4 separate regions of the Sus scrofa genome follow, and all the other regions are linked to region 3. Evidence: chromatin contacts called from public Hi-C, HiChIP or PLAC-seq and promoter capture Hi-C data. All regions are on one chromosome and are shown on one strand. Each heading gives the region's core, a stretch centred on a gene start, on an enhancer-like site or on the middle of the called end of the contact. The rest is flanking DNA. Distances are from core to core; before and after follow the strand shown. Region 1 has its middle 10 kb from the start of MIRLET7A-2. Region 2 holds the start of IARS (isoleucine--tRNA ligase, cytoplasmic). Region 3 holds the start of FAM120A (constitutive coactivator of PPAR-gamma-like protein 1). Region 4 holds the start of NOL8 (nucleolar protein 8).

Evidence for each region. Promoter capture Hi-C pulls out the DNA fragments that hold promoters and counts their contacts. A called contact is a pair of places that touch in the nucleus more often than the background predicts. HiChIP or PLAC-seq counts read pairs in DNA pulled down with a chosen protein or histone mark.
Region 1: a contact with region 3 is called in a Hi-C map of liver, with 4 times the contacts expected there. The contact joins the enhancer-like site here to the promoter of FAM120A in region 3. A contact is called at or near these places in 2 of 5 promoter capture datasets (fetal liver and liver), 3 of 47 Hi-C or Micro-C datasets (heart right ventricle and liver) and 1 of 2 datasets of contacts at active chromatin or transcription factors (alveolar macrophages).
Region 2: a contact with region 3 is called in an H3K27ac HiChIP or PLAC-seq map of alveolar macrophages, with 10 times the contacts expected there. The contact joins the promoter of IARS here to the promoter of FAM120A in region 3. A contact is called at or near these places in 1 of 5 promoter capture datasets (fetal liver) and 1 of 2 datasets of contacts at active chromatin or transcription factors (alveolar macrophages).
Region 4: a promoter capture Hi-C map of liver shows a contact between it and region 3, with 5 times the contacts expected there. The contact joins the promoter of NOL8 here to the promoter of FAM120A in region 3. A contact is called at or near these places in 2 of 5 promoter capture datasets (fetal liver and liver) and 1 of 47 Hi-C or Micro-C datasets (heart right ventricle).

Annotation. Positions count from the first base shown.
Region 1 is chr3:43,454,280-43,457,104 of Sscrofa11.1, reverse strand. No RefSeq gene overlaps it. Among named protein-coding and RNA genes, the nearest start is that of MIRLET7A-2, 10 kb to the left of the region's middle. Within about 2 kb of position 1,299, at least 81 of the 83 cell types and tissues checked have an H3K27ac peak or open chromatin away from gene starts, as enhancers often do. A contact at or near this core is called in alveolar macrophages, fetal liver and liver, where this site is marked.
Region 2 is chr3:42,021,140-42,024,071 of Sscrofa11.1, reverse strand. IARS (isoleucine--tRNA ligase, cytoplasmic) reads left to right here and starts at 1,462. Exons shown (of 33, transcript XM_021086986.1): 1 at 1,462-1,599.
Region 3 is chr3:42,860,265-42,862,964 of Sscrofa11.1, reverse strand. It overlaps FAM120A (constitutive coactivator of PPAR-gamma-like protein 1), which reads right to left and starts at 1,371. Exons shown (of 19, transcript XM_021088177.1): 1 at 834-1,371. The coding sequence starts at 1,307. It overlaps LOC102158199 (a long non-coding RNA gene), which reads left to right and starts at 1,604. Exons shown (of 2, transcript XR_302257.2): 1 at 1,604-2,295.
Region 4 is chr3:42,051,468-42,054,309 of Sscrofa11.1, reverse strand. It overlaps NOL8 (nucleolar protein 8), which reads left to right and starts at 1,261. Exons shown (of 17, transcript XM_013995776.2): 1 at 1,261-1,600; 2 at 2,572-2,799. The coding sequence starts at 2,661. CENPP (centromere protein P) reads right to left here and starts at 944. Exons shown (of 8, transcript NM_001315813.1): 1 at 835-944. The coding sequence starts at 941.

The DNA of each region.
Region 1 (2,825 bases), core at 50-2,549, 590 kb before region 3:
TTTCATGTAACAAACTAATACTTTCTATTTTTTTAGAATTGTGATCACCACCCACTAAAAGTGATTTTATGACCCAGTAAGCCAGCACCTACAGTTTGAAATACTGGTTTCTAACTCTCACTATTGAGCAATTACAATTATTTATAAAACTACCATATGTTAGCTATTGAAAGAAAAGGTACACAAATATCTAGTGTACTGTATTCTAAACCAAGACATTCTAGTTAATGCTAACCATTCTACTCTCAAAAGAGTCCACAAGTTTCAAAACGATACTTTTAACAACTGTGTACAGTACATCAAGCACCTTCAAAAAAACCCAAACTTACAAATTTTTATTGCCTTAACTACAATACTCTGAATATACTATAAACTAATCAGACTACTATACAGCAGAAAAACGGATAAAAAGTTACTGTATTTTTCTGAACTACATTTAAATTTAGAACTTAACATTACATTTTCTTAAACTACTGCATGATTTTCAGGCCAATAAAAATAAACGAGGACTGCTAAATGCGGTTTTAACTAGAAGTGCCAAAAAAGCGATACATTATCAATAAAGTTAAAAAAAGAAAAATCATTCAGTCTTCCGATTTACTTTAAGAATTTCACACTCACTATCCCCAATGCCCTGATGCCGTTTGCCAACCCGCTCATAAATGGAAAGTCAATTTTAAAAAGCCTAAGAGTTGAAAAATGTGCCAAAAACACACCCTCAACTCTGACACACAAGGCAGGGGGCCAGTCCCTACTGTAAAAATTGTAAAGACCGAAGGCCACTGCCAGCCAAGGACATAAAGGTTACGCATTCCTCACACTCGAGTCCTCCGGGAACGTTTATCAGCCAGCCCGCTTGCAGGGTGTGCAGCCCAAATCAGTGCTGGGGCCGCTGGCGGTGGCCCTGGTCGCCGTGCACAAGACCGTCCCCCGGGATCCCACTTCCTACCGCCCGCCCGGCCCCTCCCCCGCCAAGGACGGCCGCCGGTTGGACCCAGTCGCACAGCTGCTCCGTGGCCGGAGGCTGCACTTGGTGGGACGGATTAGAGGCAGGGAGCCAGCCCAGGGCCTGCCAGCCAGCGAGCCCCGGCCCTCCCCCGCACTTCCTACCTTCCCTCCAGCATCCCAGCCCCCAAGACCAAGGTCTCCCCGGCCCACAAACCTGATAGCGGAAGCGACGTCAGGGGGACCTGGCGGCGCCCGCAGCCAGTTACGCCAAAGCAGGAGGAGATGCTGGCCAATGGGCACGGCGCGGGGGCGGGACTTCCCCCGCCCAAGTTTGATTGAAGTGGGGGGAGGTGCTGGGTGAAGAATGTGAAGAATGACCCCTCCCCCCGTCCGTGAGGCGCTGGGCGGGAAGCGGAGGGGGTTGGGGCTGGACGCGCCACGCGGCGCCCATCCCCCGCCCGCGCCGCCGCCTCCCGCGGCCTCAGCTCGCCACCCGCCAGCCCGGCCTGCTCTGGCCCCCAGGCCTCTCTACCAACCAGGCCGCCGCGGTCCCCTTTTCCCAGCTCCGCCAGGGGTCCGAGAGAAGAAAAATGGCGACGGGCCCGCGCTCGCTGTCTCGCTTCTGTACCCACCTCAGGCTCGTGGAAGAGCCAACGGCCAGCCGCCGCCCTCCGCGGGGACAGCCCGGCCCCGGCGCTTGCCGCCCGCAGCCACCGGAAAGTCGCACGCGAAGACCCGGATGGAGGTGCGGGCTGGCGGGCCGCGGCGGCCGGAGGGAAGGGAGCGCGGGCGCCGGGAGGCCGAGGCAGGGGCGGGCTCGAGCGCAGCGCGCGAACTCATTGGCGAGGCCGTTTGACTGACGTAAACATTGCCCTTTGCCTCCGCCGAGCCAGGCTCGCTGGGACCTCACTGGAGGGCGGCGGCTGGACCCGCCTCGCGAAGGGCGGGGCGACCAGGGCCCACCCACCTTGCCCGCTCCCCATTTCTTATTGGACCGCCGGGAGAGTGGTGGCACGGGGTCTTGCAGTCCGCTCGTGATCGATCGGCGCTGTCACGTGGTCGCTGGCCTCGCTGGGGGCGGCTGTGCCTGGCCCCCTGGTTGCCGGAACGTCTTGCGTGCGACCCCCACAAGGACTGTCCCGCCCGCCGCCCCCTGAGGCTTCAAGTAGACCCACCCACTTTGCTTCAGTTTACGCAGCTGTAGATGAGGCAGCCAATCGAAGGCCCCAAGTTTTGAAGAGTCTTGTCTTTTCAAAGCAATGTTTAATTTTCCTACTTTAACGTTTGCTGAAAATATCATTCCTCCGTTCCAATAATGACCCTCCCAAACTAGGACCCCGGAAAGCACTGCTTAGGTAAACTTTCAGGTCTCTCAATGGCTGGGAGCCCCACAAGCTGAGTCTGTCTTTCCTCACTGTTAACTTTGCGCACAAGGTTTTAAAAAAGCAGAAACAGAACACAAAAATTCATCCTAATGGATAATAGAAATGTTTTTGAACAGCACTTAGTTTACCTGGTGCGTTTATATTTACGATCTCAGGTGGCAGTATCTAACACTTGTATTACTACAATGCAATACACGGAAAAGGAGTTAAACTGAAGAGTTAATTTTGTGGGCTGAAGTGAACAAGAAACTAGAGGAGGAAAACCTTGAGCTTGGGGCAGCCTGCTGGGCCAGGAAGAGGAGGAGGTTCAGAGTCCTGAGAAAACGTACAAACTTCCTAGACTGGAGTTCCAAGAGTAGCCAGGCCTAAACCGGCCCAGAGGTCCAAGGTCACTAAGGCCTTGCCATCTCAGACCCCTCTGCTTGTCTACACCTCTCTGCAGGCAGCCCCAGAACAGATCCCTCCCTCCACCTTTGTCAACCTGCAACCACA
Region 2 (2,932 bases), core at 213-2,712, 840 kb after region 3:
AAAAAAAAGACAAAAAAGACAAAAAGACATAAAGGAGCTTGTTTCAAAAATAGTAATGCTGTCCTCACCTTTTTTTTTTTTTTTCCCCCAGACATATCTGTCTGGAAACCCTCTGTCTTACTCTAACCTAGGCTGTCTGGATAGATAATAAAATGAACTGACCAAGGTGGCAACTTGAGGAATTTGAAAATTAAAACTCATTCCAAGTACTGCTAGTTAATAAGAGTTCCCCCTTTGGGCAAGGATGTGAAATCCCTTACTCTGACCCCTTTAGGGTGTTCCTAAACCCTAAATAAACTGGTTATATAAACCATAAGTGACTTGAATGAATGCTACACAGACTATCAAAATGTTCTTAGTGAAGCTTATCAACATGTTTTATACATATTCTCAGTCAGATGAGTTTTTTTCCCTGTCCCTCTATCTGATACACTACAGTTACATATATAATCACTCTTAACTTTGTCAAGAGCTAAAATTTAAAATTTCCTTCATAGTGTCTACTGCCAATGCCTGTTGTTTTCATGGCTCCGGAGTCCCTTTGGTTTTTGACCAGGAGATCCAGAATGTGCTGGGCAGACTCACAGCAGTGATAATAAATATATGTTAGCAGACAAATATGCAAATATGTTGTTTTCAATATAGGAGACCTTAAGATGCAGTAATTATAAAGTTTGTCAGACATTTCCTTCCTTTTTGTTACAGCTCTCCATGTGGCTGTTTAACGTAATTTCTGCAGTAAAATTCATTAGAACTCTGGAGGTGGCACTGAAGAACACAGAAGAGGCTTCCCTGAACACCACAGACCATCAGTGCTTCAGCTCCTCCCAGACTTTCTGCAGCTTCTACATTTCCCTAGGAAGTAGGAGTGTCCTTTTAGATAGGCAGGTCAGGAATTTTAGTGTGCAGCAGAATTATACAGGATGCCTGTTAAAATGCATATTTTTGTCACTCCAGGGTCTCAGCAGACCTAGTGCGTGCCCCAAGACTCTGCATTTTTGCAGATTCCACTACACTAAAAAATAGCCCTAATGCTAGGGCTGCTTTACTTAACGGTCACTTAGGAAAGCAGCCTGGAGACTGAACACTCACAGCCGCACAGTTACTGAGTCCACTGTCACTGGATTTGGTTTATGCCTGGTGAGATTGACTTATGTTCTGTATACAGTGAGGTGAAGACCGGCAACGGGAAACGCCCGTATAAAAACATCCAGTCACTATGCACAACATCGGCCTCCTCCCAGTGCCCCTCCCCAGTCAGTCCCCACCCCAGAGGCCACAAAACGGTCCTGTCTACCACCGTCGCCCTTGTTGCGTTGAAGCACCCAGCACGTCGCCGCCACTCACTGGCAGCTGTCCGGGGAGTCGCACTGCCGCTTTCCCAGAGCACACCGCAGTGCAGGTCGGGTGGGCGTGACCCGGGACCCAGGCGGCCAGTTGGCGCCCTGCTTGTTGATAGGTGTGAATCGGAGCTCTCTGATTGGCCGGTGCAGACCGCCCCGCTTCTCCTCGCCTCATGCTTTCAGAACATTGCATCACCTCAGGCCGTCTGGCCCCGGCGTAAGATTTTTGAGGTACTTCGGTCCGAAGGCCCCTCAGGTACGATAGGGGATCTTCAGGTCACCCCGTCCTGCCCGCAGGGACTCCCTAAGGTCACTCTGTCCTGCCTACGGGCCCCTCAGGTACGCCCCTTCCTGCCCAAGGAGACCACACAGAATTTTAAAAAAATATTTCTTCTGGTCTGTGCGTTAGTTTCGTGCAAATCTGTTTCCAAGGGAAAGATGGGGGGTGGCGGCCCGGTCTAAGTGGAGCGAAAGAACTCGGGCTCCGGCAGCAATCCTGGTTTGGCTCGCGGGCGGAGGGTTACATCTCTTGGAAGGGCCTCATATTCAGCCTCGGGTTCTGGTAGTGCTTAAACCGTGGTGTGGTTCTGGGAATTTGGTGTTACCGAGCTTGCTGGAGAGCTTCAGAAGGTGGACGAGATTACTTGGACGGCTAGGTGTTCTTAAGAAAAAATTCTTAGGCTTCCTTGAAGGAGCCTTTATTGCTGGGTGTCTGAGGCTAGAGGGAAGTGAGCACAGCATCCCCGGTCCTCGGCCCTTACACAGTATAATAATACAGTATTCTAAGTGCACAGAGGAAGAAGACAGTTCTAAAGTGGAATCTGGGGGGTGGGAGAAAGAGAACGCTTCTCAGACACTGCAGTGGGTTTGGGGCCTTGAAGATGATTAAGAACTGTGGGAGAAACTCCAGGAGACCATAATGTAAACTATAACAGGATTTTAGGTTTGCGTGATTCAGGAGATGGGAAATTGGTGTAGTAACTGCACCTTAGGGTCTGTGTGAGGAACTAGTGGGAGATGATGCTTAGCTTCCAGCTTTATGAATTTATGATTTTCTTCCTGAATGAAGCGTTTGAAAAGAATACAGAAGAGGTTTTTATTAGATGGGACAGTATTACTTGGAGCATTCATTCAGGTTTTTCAGAGAGCTCAGGAAGCATGAAACCAGAGACAAAGCAGTTGATTTAGGGATCTCTTGTAATATGTTGAACTTTTAAAAAACAAATTTAAAAAGTAAATATCAGTAAGATGGTGGACAATATATTCTCTTCCCAAGTGATTAAAGAGTGAATTAAAGGGAAGAAAAGGCAGCTAAATGTAGATTTGGAGTTTCTACTGTGGCACAACGGTTTCCGTGGCACCTCTGCAGCTCCTGGACGCAGGTTCAATCCCCAGCCCAGCACGGTGGGTTAAAGGATCCAGTGTTGCCCATCCTCAACTGCGGCTTGGATCTTATCCTTGAGCGGGGAACTCCATATGCCGCAGGGCGGCTAAGAAAGAAAAAAAAATTTTTTTGGAAAGATGATATAGTGACTGGGCAGGACAACAGAGTAGAACTGTAGATTTTGAGGACAAAGAAATAATAATGG
Region 3 (2,700 bases), core at 122-2,621:
GTCAAACTTTATGGCTCTTTGAAATCTAATGCACACAAAAACCAATTTCTCGAAAAACTACCATCTTACAGGGAACCTGGACCCAGGCCTGAGTTCTCAAGAAGAGACCAATTCCTCAGGCCTTGCCCAGGTCACTGCCCCCAGCTGAGCCGGAGTGACCGCAGTAGGCAGAACTTCAATCCACCCTCAATGGATGGAGACCCCTTCCTGTTGCCAGCCAGCCCACCTGCTCCCACAAAAAAACCTGTTGCTGTTCAAGTCTTGCGAAATTCGAAAACGAATGTCTCATGAAAGTTGACGTTAGGAGCTTTAAAGAGTGGAGGAATACGCGGGATCTCAGCAAGGGCGGCACTGTGCCCTCCGAGCTTGCAGCTACCGCCTGGGGCAACCCAGGCCCCCAGATCCCGGGCACTCGCAGCCGCCGGCCGGACTCCAGGCCGCGCGTCCATTTTGCAGCAGGTCCGTCAGACAGACCAGGAGGGGAGAGGAACCTGCGGTCCCCGGGGCCCAGACCCCCACCGGGGCCCCGGCCCCAGCCCGGCTCCAACTTCAGCTCCTGGCCCGCAGAGACCCCAGATCCCAACCCCGGCCCAAACGCAGATTCCAGACTCGGACTCGGCCCCGGGCTCCAGACTCAGACCCAGGCCCGGACCCCAGACCACCCGCCCACTCCAGACTCCAGTCCAACTCTGACCGCGGACTCCAGATCCCGGCCCACCCTGACCCTGAATTGAAGCGACCCCGGCCGGCCCGGGCTTCCAACCCTGCCCCTGGCCGGCCCGTCGGCCCCTACCGACCCCGGCCAGCCCGCCCGCCCTCTCAGCGGGCCGCACCTTGACGTGGAAGCGGATGAGCGCCAGGCGGATGCAGTGCGCCATGCAGACGGGTGGCAGGAACCAGACCTTGGGCGGCGGGGTGCCCTTGTTCTGGACATGGCTGACGATCTGCTGCGCCGTCTGGCGCTCGTTGCCCTGCCGCTTGACCCATTCGTGCAGCCGCGCCTTCTCGAGCGCGCCGTTGAAGAAGACGAAGAGCTCGATGTTGCCGCCGAAGCAGGCCTTGGCTAGCGCGGCCAGGTAGCCGAGCATGTGGTTCCACTGGCCGCCGCTCACCCAGTCGGTGTAGAAGCCGCCGTAGAGGCGGTGCAGGCAGTTGTCGGCGTCCACCAGCAGGCGCAGCGGCGTGTGCGGGGGCCGCTGCCGCCCGCCGCCCACCAGGCTGCCCCGGGCCAGCTTCTGCAGCTCCACCGGCACCACGGCGCTCGGGCAGTGCTTCTCGATGTAGTCCTGGAAGCCCTGCACGCCCATGGCGGCGGCGGCGGCGGGCGCGGGGCGGCGGGGCGGCGGGGCCGGGGGCGGCGGGGCCGTGGCGCGAGCCGGGGCCGGGGCCGGGGGCGGGCTCTAGGGGGGGCCGGGCCGGGCCGCGGGCGCGCTCATGGCCGCTGCGGCCGCCATGTGCTGCCGCCTCCCAGGGCCATGGCGGGGAGGGACCTGCGCCGTGCGCCGCTCCAGGCCCAGGCCAGGCGGAGGCGGCCTCGCGCGGGCGGCGGCGGCGGCAGCGGCGGGGCGGGGCGGGGCGGGGCGGCGACGGCTGACGTCCGCGGGCCGGCGGAAGAGGCGGTGCCGCGGGGCGGGGCGGGCAGCCGGAGCCTGAGACCCCTACCCACACGATCCCCGGCCCGCGGGAGGGGCGCCCGGCCCAGGCGGTGCGCGGGGTCTGCGCGAGCTTCCGGGAGGCCTCGGGGCGGCGGCCTCACCTCCTCCGCTTTATGACCCCTAGAGCTGTCACCGGGGAAGCCTCCTCGCATCCCTGGGGTACGGTCACCCCAGACGGTCTTGTCCGCGGAAGCCAGTCGGACAATCCCTTTCCCGGCCCCGCTGCGAACCGCTCACCCCGAGGAGGCCACGTTGTGTCCTCGGGATCCGATCACCCTGAAGAGTTCTCATCCTGAAAGCTGGTCGCCTCGAGGAGGAGGCCCGGCCCGTCGCCGATGGCCATAAGAAAGCCCCATTGTCATCCCCTGCGCCGGTCATTCCAAGGAGGCCCTCTCGCGCCCCCGTGGACTGGTCACCCAGAGAAGGCCCCTTCCCGTCTCCAGGAGTCAGTCACCTGAGGAATCCGCGTCCATCCCCAGGAGCTGGTCACCCCGAGGAGACCTCAGCCTGACCTTGGGGTATCATCCCCTCAAGGAAGCCACATCCAGTCCCTTGAGAGACGGTCACCAGAGGAGGTCTCATCCCTGGGGTGTGGCCACCCCAAGAGTCTCGTCCTGGTCCCAGGGGCAGTCACCCAAAGGTGGGACCGGTGCCCTGGCGGAGGTGGCTGCAGACTGAAGAGTAGGCAGGCAGTAGACGTCGGGGTGCATCTGGGAGGGAGGATGGTGAGCAGAAGCCATTTGTCCCAAATGGAGAAAGGAACTAGACTGTGTGCTGGGTGTAGTCACCAAGTTTTAGAAATGATCTCCTGCTCTCTCAGCTTTAATCGCATTGGTATCTTTAATTAACTTAGAAAATAACTCTCCAGACTTGCAGTTGTTCATAAGGAGTGGAGTCCTAATTCTGAGAAAGTTAGAAAGGTGGCAGATTGACCCCACGACTCGCTGGGATTACTGCTTTTCTGGGAGAAATAGGGCTGCGTTGTAAGCGGAGACCCTCACTGGAGCTCCCTTTTAGGGAGTAGATAGAGTTCCTTAACAGGTAG
Region 4 (2,842 bases), core at 12-2,511, 810 kb after region 3:
CTGTTCCCCTTTAGACAGGGAGTTCCCCCACCTCTGCTACTGGGATGCTTCCCTACCTGCGGGTATTTGACAATCATCTTTGCAGCTTTTGCCAAATTCTCCTACAAACTATATTCCTTTTTTTTTTTAACCTGAAGCACCTGAAGCATATGAAAATTCCAGGGATAGGGGGTCTAACTGGAGCTGCAAATGCAGGCTGATGCCACAGCCACAGCAACACCAGATCCAAGCCGCATCTGTGACTACATACCAAGCTTTCAGTAACGGGATCCTTAACCTACTGGGCCAGGCCAGGGATCCAAGCTGCATCCTCACCAAGACAAGGCTGAGTTCTTAACCTGCTGAGCCACACGGGAATTCCTTATCTATTTTTCTTACATCAACTTACTTTTTTTAACCTAAATTATTTCTCAGAGGAAATCACCTGTCACTAACATAAACGAAAAACCAGTAAATCAGTATCAATTGTCACAGTTAAGTGACCTATAAAAACAAATAACATGAAAACAAATAGTCATTAAATCTTAACTAGATACTGCTGCCTACTAAAAGCAAGGTTGCTAAGGAAATAAGCAAGGCTTTCACCTAGATAGTTATCAGCAAGAGAAAGAGAACTGAAAGAAAAACACCTTCCCCCTGACTGCGATTAAATCGGTTAATACACGGTAAGCGTTTACAATGCGGCCCACGCGTGGACTCCTCACTCTTAGCTTTGTAGATAATGAGTTCCAGCCCACGTCTGGTGCTCGGGAAAGTCTGTGACCGACGGAGGTCCGAGAACCCGGAGTGGAGAGATTTTCATCCTTCCCACCGAGTCTGAGGAAGGCCACGTACCGGACTGGTGAGGTGTCTTCACCCGGCGCCGGTAGCTCCACGCACGCCCGCCTCAAGGCCTTGATCTCGGCTTCCAAGGCGTCGGCCTCAGCGCGAAGGGAGTCCATGGTGAGGCACTGACAAGAAACTGCCTGGTGGAAGCGCGCCACCGCCCGCTCTTCAAGCCTCGCGCGCGGATGGCGCGAACCATCCCAGAGATCGGCTGGGGAGGCAGGGGAACGGCGCGCGATCCCCTCGCACATACCCAGCGCTCGTAAGCATCCGGGGACCGTTGCTGTCCCTGTGTACTAGTTAACGGCTGTCCCTCCGCAGTCCCTACCTACACTTCAAGAGGTTAATTCCCTCTAACCCGAAGGCCAAGGATGCTGCTGTCCACCCCCGACCCAGAGGCGGCTGGAAGCAACGAGGATGCCTACGTCACAGAAGAGGAGGTTCCGGGAGTGCTGGAACCGAGAGCCTCTGTATTTTTCTCCCCTGCCCCACTTCCGCCGACTTCATCCAGGAGAACACAAAGCGATGACCCTCTTTAGTGTGAATTAGGGAATTTTAGTTTGGGGTCTTTTGCAGAGGTTGACGCAGGGTGACAGGCATCGAGGTCGCTCAGAAGACTGCAGACGAAATAAAGAGCACTGGGGTACTGAGTTTTGTAATGGAACCTTAAGATGCTGGGTTGGAAATAGAGGAGGAAGGAAGAGAGATGGCACTTGTTGGGACACGTGACTAGAAGTCAGGGCCCTAAGCAGCGCTCGACGTAGAGGACGAAGTGGTGAGGAGTGGGTCGGGGCAAGCGATGTCACGGGACAAACTGGCCTACCTTCTCTCTGCTCGCCTTTTGTTCTCAGAGGAAGGAGGCTAGGGCGGGTAGGTTGGGGGCGGCGGAAGCTACCAGTAAATTGTAGATGGCTGCCGGCTCGTGCCCAGACCGGAGCCATGCTCTGGGCTCTTGGGCGCTGTTTTGGGGTCTTTGGGGAGGAGACTGTCAGTTTGGGAGGAGGAGCCGGCTGGGAGCTGAGGCTGCCGGGTCCTAAACTGAATTGGAGATCTCACGACGGGCCTCAAATCACAGAAGAGTTTCCGAGTCGCTTCTGATCCAACAACCTCCCTAGTATAGTGTTAAGAATTACAGGTTCTGAAATTACACTTGGATTATAATCCTGGCTTCACAGCTAATTCTCTGAATGGCATTCGGAAAGTGACTTCACTTACCCTGATAATCTGAAAACCAAATGCCTGCAAACTGCTTCATACAACGCTGGCACATAGTGCCTTAAAAAAAAAAAAAAAAAACAAAACTATGTTAGCGGTATCAATTGCTCTTTGTGTGCCTGAACAACACTGTAGATATTTCTATTGTGACATAGTATTGCAGTACTTTTGCCTGCCTCTCATAGCACTATGGGGTATTAACCTGCCCCATCCCATTCCTGGCAGCGTTTGTTAAAATGAATAAATGAATGTATGAATGAATAAAGGAAAAACACCTAACAATATGGACAAGTAAAAAGAAGGGTATAATATTGTGATCATTTAGAGGGAAAATAATTGCCTGTACTTGTGTCTATGTTGAGGTGCTGTTCCAAAATGCATTCATGGAGGGCTTCAACAGTCTCCAGGGATAAAATTTGAAAGCAGTAAAATAGGAAATGAAACACATGTCCAGGCAACTGGTTTGATATAGAAGGTTCAGGGAAAAGGGTTGGGGTTGGGGTTATTTTAATTTGTTTTGTTTTGTTTTAGATTTGAGAAGATATAAGGGAAAGAACTCTTCTCTGTAGACAGAAAATTATTTTTTCCACTGGAACACATTGAGTGTATGCCCAGCATTGATGAAAGCCAGCAAAGAAACAAAGCGCCTTTTTGTGGGTGGCCTTGGCCAGAACATTTCTGAAGGAGACCTACAAAATCAGTTCAACAGGTTTGGAGAAGTTTCTGATGTGGAGATTATCACTAGGAAAGATGACCAAGGTAAATTTATGGTTCTTTGTGAGTAATTAAAGGCATACGTAAC